Regions from separate parts of the Mus musculus genome. Here region 2 is linked to region 1. The links are chromatin contacts, called in public HiChIP or PLAC-seq maps. All regions are on one chromosome and are shown on one strand. The core of a region is the stretch at or near the end of the contact, and the rest is flanking DNA. Distances in the headings are between cores, read along the strand shown. Region 1 has its middle 3.2 kb from the start of 4921511C10Rik. Region 2 overlaps Rxfp1 (relaxin/insulin-like family peptide receptor 1).

What was found. HiChIP or PLAC-seq counts read pairs in DNA pulled down with a chosen protein or histone mark.
Region 2: a CTCF HiChIP or PLAC-seq map of large pre-B cells shows a contact between it and region 1, with 4 times the contacts expected there. The contact joins two enhancer-like sites. A contact is called at or near these places in 4 of 39 promoter capture datasets (cranial neural crest, frontonasal cranial neural crest, hematopoietic stem and progenitor cells and 1 more) and 1 of 15 datasets of contacts at CTCF or cohesin (large pre-B cells).

The regions. Positions count from the first base shown.
Region 1 is chr3:79,208,418-79,211,013 of GRCm38.p6, reverse strand. It overlaps a transcript of Rapgef2 not described here. Among named protein-coding and RNA genes, the nearest start is that of 4921511C10Rik, 3.2 kb to the left of the region's middle. Within about 2 kb of position 1,308, at least 8 of the 459 cell types and tissues checked have an H3K27ac peak or open chromatin away from gene starts, as enhancers often do.
Region 2 is chr3:79,704,234-79,706,829 of GRCm38.p6, reverse strand. It overlaps Rxfp1 (relaxin/insulin-like family peptide receptor 1), which reads left to right. Exons shown (of 18, transcript NM_212452.2): 2 at 1,118-1,255. Among named protein-coding and RNA genes, the nearest start is that of Rxfp1, 32 kb to the left of the region's middle. Within about 2 kb of position 1,284, at least 15 of the 459 cell types and tissues checked have an H3K27ac peak or open chromatin away from gene starts, as enhancers often do.

The DNA.
Region 1 (2,596 bases), core at 59-2,558:
GAAATAGCTCCCCCATAAAGTGCACGTGGGAGCCTGGCTCCCATTAGATGGTTCATCTTCTAGTGTGCGGGTGGAACTGTGTGTTGGGGAAACAGGTGGGGCAGATTTTAATTTGCTTTGTTGAACTCTACTGCCATCGATACCCGTTTTTGAAGGTAAATAATTTAAATGAGCATATGAAGTAGTAAACTTGAAATATCACCCCGTGGCTCATTCGAGTTGTTTCAATGGCAAATGCGTGACTTCAGTCTCCTTCTCTCTTACAGGTTAATGTGCGAAACTGTGAGATATGAGAGACACGAAGCTAATGAAGTTCTATACTAGTAGGTATTCCTTTCTGATGATATGTTGTATGGTGCAGTGGCCAAATCCTTCAAGTGTCACAGAGGATTAGCAGCAGCTGGCTCAGTTAACCTGGCCTTTCTGGGGGGATTAGAGAAGCTAACTCACTTTCCATAGTGAGAAATTTGAGACATCCTAACTGTTTGCAGTAGTAAAATGGCTAGTTCACGTTTGTGTTTACACCTCTCCAGTGTGGTAGAGATGCGGTTTTGTATTGTGGATATTTTCCCTTCTTGTCCTCGTGAAACAGGAAGTGAGTGGTAGCCATCCTGCTATAACAAACAAATCTCGCCACAGCAGGTGGTTCAGTCTAGGAACAGGCAGATGAACTTCTACATCTTTTATTTTTAAAATTGTACTACTGTTTTTAAAAGATGTGGGTTGTATTTTTTAAAGACTAACACCTGGCTTTTAAAAGAGGGTGGCGAGTCCAGAAGAGCACACATTGGCATTCGAAGTCTAAAGGCACTCTACTGTTCTCACTAGCGGGTGATATTTACTGTGATGGCCTGTGCTGACTCCGTCCTGCTTCTTACAGCACCTACTCAATAGTTACTCCTTCTCAGGCAGGTTATAGGGAGCGCTTACAGAAAGAGAGGAAAGACAGCTACCCTCTGAAGGAGTTTGTGACCTATAGCTGAGGCAGAAAATGGAACAACAGGAAACATGTCAAAATTGGGATAGAAAGATGGGAGGGAGGAGAGAGCCCTCAGATGTTGGAGCCCTTTGAGGTTAGGTCTCAGAATTGTGTTCCATAGACTACAGAGACCTTGGGGTGGGGGTAGGGGGGGGCGCATTATTAATGGTATGTCAGAGATGCAGGTGGGACCAGCAGATTGTCAGGGATGTGATTGGAAGGCGTCACTCAATGCTTTGAAGCTGCGACAGTTGTGAGGTGCTCTGTGAAAATGAAGGGGTGCACTTGACTTCGTGTAAGTCTGTCACTGGAAACAGAAGCTGATGTCTCTGAGGAAGTAAGACTCCCTAGCTGCTGAGCCATGTCTCCAGCCCGTTAGGTCTCCTTTAATGTGTAGCTTGGTGGCTGGTTTTCAAGCAACAAAGCGTTATGACCAAATGCCGCCAACCCTTCACACTCCCCCAAAGGCCATGCCCACGGATGCATGGGAACAGAAAGGTTATGTCAAGGCGAGTGGATGCAAAAACAAGTAGCTGAGAGCCTAACTGCAGAAAGATGAAGGAGGGAGGGCCTAGACACATAGGCAGGGCTAGGCTCTGGAGAAGTTGGTGGGTTGGAATTGGCATAATTTCTTAGGCTGTAGCATATGACACTATTGGCTGTTCATGCAGGTGTTGTAAATGTTTCAATGGCAAAGTATGTGTAGTAGCTGACCAAGGAGTAATTGATACCAAGAACTGACCACAGGGAGAAAAGTGCTTTTAATGTACTTCTGAAGAAACTGAGCTGTAGGTGGTGTAGTGCTTGCTTCCTTGTGGAGCCTGTGGAGTAGGCTTGCAGCCGCCCAGCCGGGAACCTCAGTGAACGTTATGGATACTGAGGCAGTTCCATAAGGGGAGACACTTGTTTTTGGTCATTTTGTCCTTCTCCTCTGACATGTGATTTCCCAGGGAGCTGGTGGCATGCGTATAGCAGGTACCTCCTGCATGCTCTAGTAAGTGCTTGATATGCATTGATTTGTTTAATGAATTAATTTGTTTGTCTCTCGAGCAGCAGTTCTCATTACCCCACATACAGGAAATGGAGCTTTGAGGAGATTGCCCATCAGTCTAGCTCCCAGAACCTAGTGTGGCATCTGGACTTGAAGCCAGATCTTGGGGTTTTTGCAGCTACCCCTCTTGCCTAAGTCACCAACATTTCCCCTTTTATACCATGGCATCCCTAAAATAATAATGGTCTTGCATATGGCCATGAACTCTCAATCACCACCTGCCACCGTCCTGTGATCGTAGCAACCAGAGCCCACCAGTGCTCCTGTCTACACAACCCTAGTTCACCGACAGTGATTATTGGTTATCATTTTTCTTAGAGGTGTGTCAGTGTCTTTACACATCCTTGGTGTTTGTTTTTATACCTGCTGGCAATGCCTGTTCATATCCTAGTAGTATTAAGTGGAATGCATTTGACCGGGCTGTCTTAGTCGCTGACATTTGTGCCATTTAGAATTAGGTGCAGGGCTGGAGAGATGGCTCAGCGGCTAAGAGCACTGAATGTTCTTCCAGAGGTCCTGAGTTCAATTCCCAGCATCCACATGGTGACTCACAACCATCTGTAATG
Region 2 (2,596 bases), core at 35-2,534, 500 kb before region 1:
CCTCCGTTTAGTCAGACCCGGTTCTCAGAAGCCCACCTTACAGATCCCAGCAGTTATGCCACGAGAGCTCAGGTTTCATTTCTTGGTGCGCCTCATTTGGGAATCACTTATTGACTTATTCAGTTGTGTCCTTACAATGGAGAACAGCCCTTGCCAGGACGGCAGCTGGGAGTTAGCCAATGCCCGGCACAGTCTTGCCAGGGCCTCACACTTAGGAACATCCGATACACAAATGAGCAGGTGGCGCTTGCTTCTCCATGCCCTCAAACCAGAGCAGCCTTGATTCTGAGGCCATGGGAAAGACACAGTAAATGCTTGATTTAAAAAAACAAAATGTCTTAGGGTTTTACTGCTGTGAACAGACATCCTGATCAAAGCAACTCTTATAAGGACAGCATTTAATTGGGGCTGGCTGACAGGTTCAGAGGTTCAATCCATTATCATCAAGGCAGGAACATGGCAGCATTCAGGCAGGCATAGTACAGGAGGAGCTGAGAGTTCTACATCTTCATCTGAAGGCTGCTAGCAGAATACTGGCTTCCAGACAGCAAGGATAAAGGTCTTAAAGCCCAAACCCACAGTGACACACCTACTCCAACAGGGCCACACCTTCTAATAGTGTTACTTACTCTCTGGGCTGAGCATATACAAACCATCACACAAAACAAAAACAAACAAACAAACAAACAAACAAAACAACTGAAAGGTTTCTATAGAAGAGAGGAATAGAACTGGAGTTAAATGAACATGCGTTCATTAAAGGGGAAGCTAAGAAAACCTTCCCAGAGTTGGGAGCTGGGAACAAAGTTTAGTGATAGACTACTTGTCCAGCATGAAGTAGGTCATAGGTTCAATCCTCACCACTTTGTCACTCGAAGGAGGGTGAGGACAGTGGACTAAGAAATAGGAGTTGGTAAGAGAACCCTAGGAAAAGAAGCTGGTAAGAGCTCCCTCGTGAGGCAGAGGCACTGGAAAGCAGCTATGGGCCCTGGTGATAGCGATGCCATGTTTCTACACTAACCAGATCAGGGACAAACGTGTGGGAGCATTGATGGGGCCTACTTTGGGTGCTACATTACCCTTTCCAACTGTCGTATTTCTCTCCCTCTGCCCCCAGTCACTCTCGGAAGTGCACAGGATGTCAGTTGTCCCCTCGGCTCCTTCCCCTGTGGGAACATGAGCAGGTGCCTGCCTCAGCTGCTTCACTGCAATGGTGTGGACGACTGCGGGAACCGAGCTGATGAGGACCACTGCGGTGAGTGAGGGGGCTGAGCCCCAGGCAGCAGGGCCTGGCTGCTCTAACCAGACCAAGACTGGAATTCAGCGCTCGCTCGCTCGTGTTGGCACACAGCTGATTTGCCTCAGGATCTACTCGTTTTGGTTTTGTCTGTTTGTTGTTTTGAAGTAAGGTCTACCGTAAAGCCCAGGCTGGTCTGAGCTCACTGAGAAACTCAAACCTCTAAGATGTCCAAGTATGTGGTGGTGTTGTCTCTCCAGGCTAGAGCAGCCTGGAAGGCTCAGGAAGAGCAGCAGAATTTCATCACCATCTGTAGAGTCAGGTGATAAAAACTCAGAACTTGAGTTATTTCTGACTCCCGTTGTTCTCATTTCCTTGGCCAGCTGTGGGTTGTTTGGGTTTTTTTTTTTCTTTTTCTTCTTTTTTGAGTATCTTTATGCTCCCAGGGCTGCTCATTATTAAGACATCCATATGTAAATTCTTGCTAATGCTAATTAAATTAAACCAGAAATTTGGCCTTTTCAGAATATACAAACTTCATGCATATTTGAAGAAGCCATATTAAATATATTTCCAACTGTATAAAATAAAATATATTAGACTATCTAAATGAGATGACTATGCAGTAACTTTTAAAATGATCATTGGCAGTTAAAAGTATATCGTCAAATAAAACATCTTTTTTTTTAGTGGGAGAGAAAGTTTTTCCTTAAGAAAAATTCAAGGTAAAGCTTAACTCAAAACTCCAGCATGCAGGAAGCAGAGGCAGACAGGTCTTTGTGAGCTGGGATCCAGTACGGTCTGTAATTTTAATGGCTGACTAAAACTGTCCCGTTAACAAGATCCAGAATCATCTGGGAGGCAAACCTCTGGGAACAGCTGTGAGGGGGTTTCTAGATGGGGTTAATTGGGGTGAGATCACGTATCCTAAACGTGTAAAGCCCCTTCCTGTGTCTAAATTCGAGACCAGCCTGGACTACAGAGTGAGACAGCCAGGGCTATACAGAGAAACCCTGTCTCAGAAAAAAAAAGGGGTGGGGGAGTGAGATGTATATACAGGACGATCTCTCCCCTAAACATAATTACAATACGACCAGCTGCTCAGACTCCTGCTACACCAAGTTTGGATTGTACCCTCAAATTGTGAGCCAAAAGAAACCCGTCCTTCTTTAATCACTTGTGTTAGACATTTTGTCATAGCAATGAACGTTAAAGGTAACTAATACAGGCTCTAGAGAGATTGGCTTAGTAATTAAGCACACTTGCTGCTCTCCCAGAGGACCAGAGTTTGAGCCTAGCACCTACACCAGAGTCTAAAAACTGCCTGTATTTCCAGCTACAGGAAATCTGCTTTTCTTT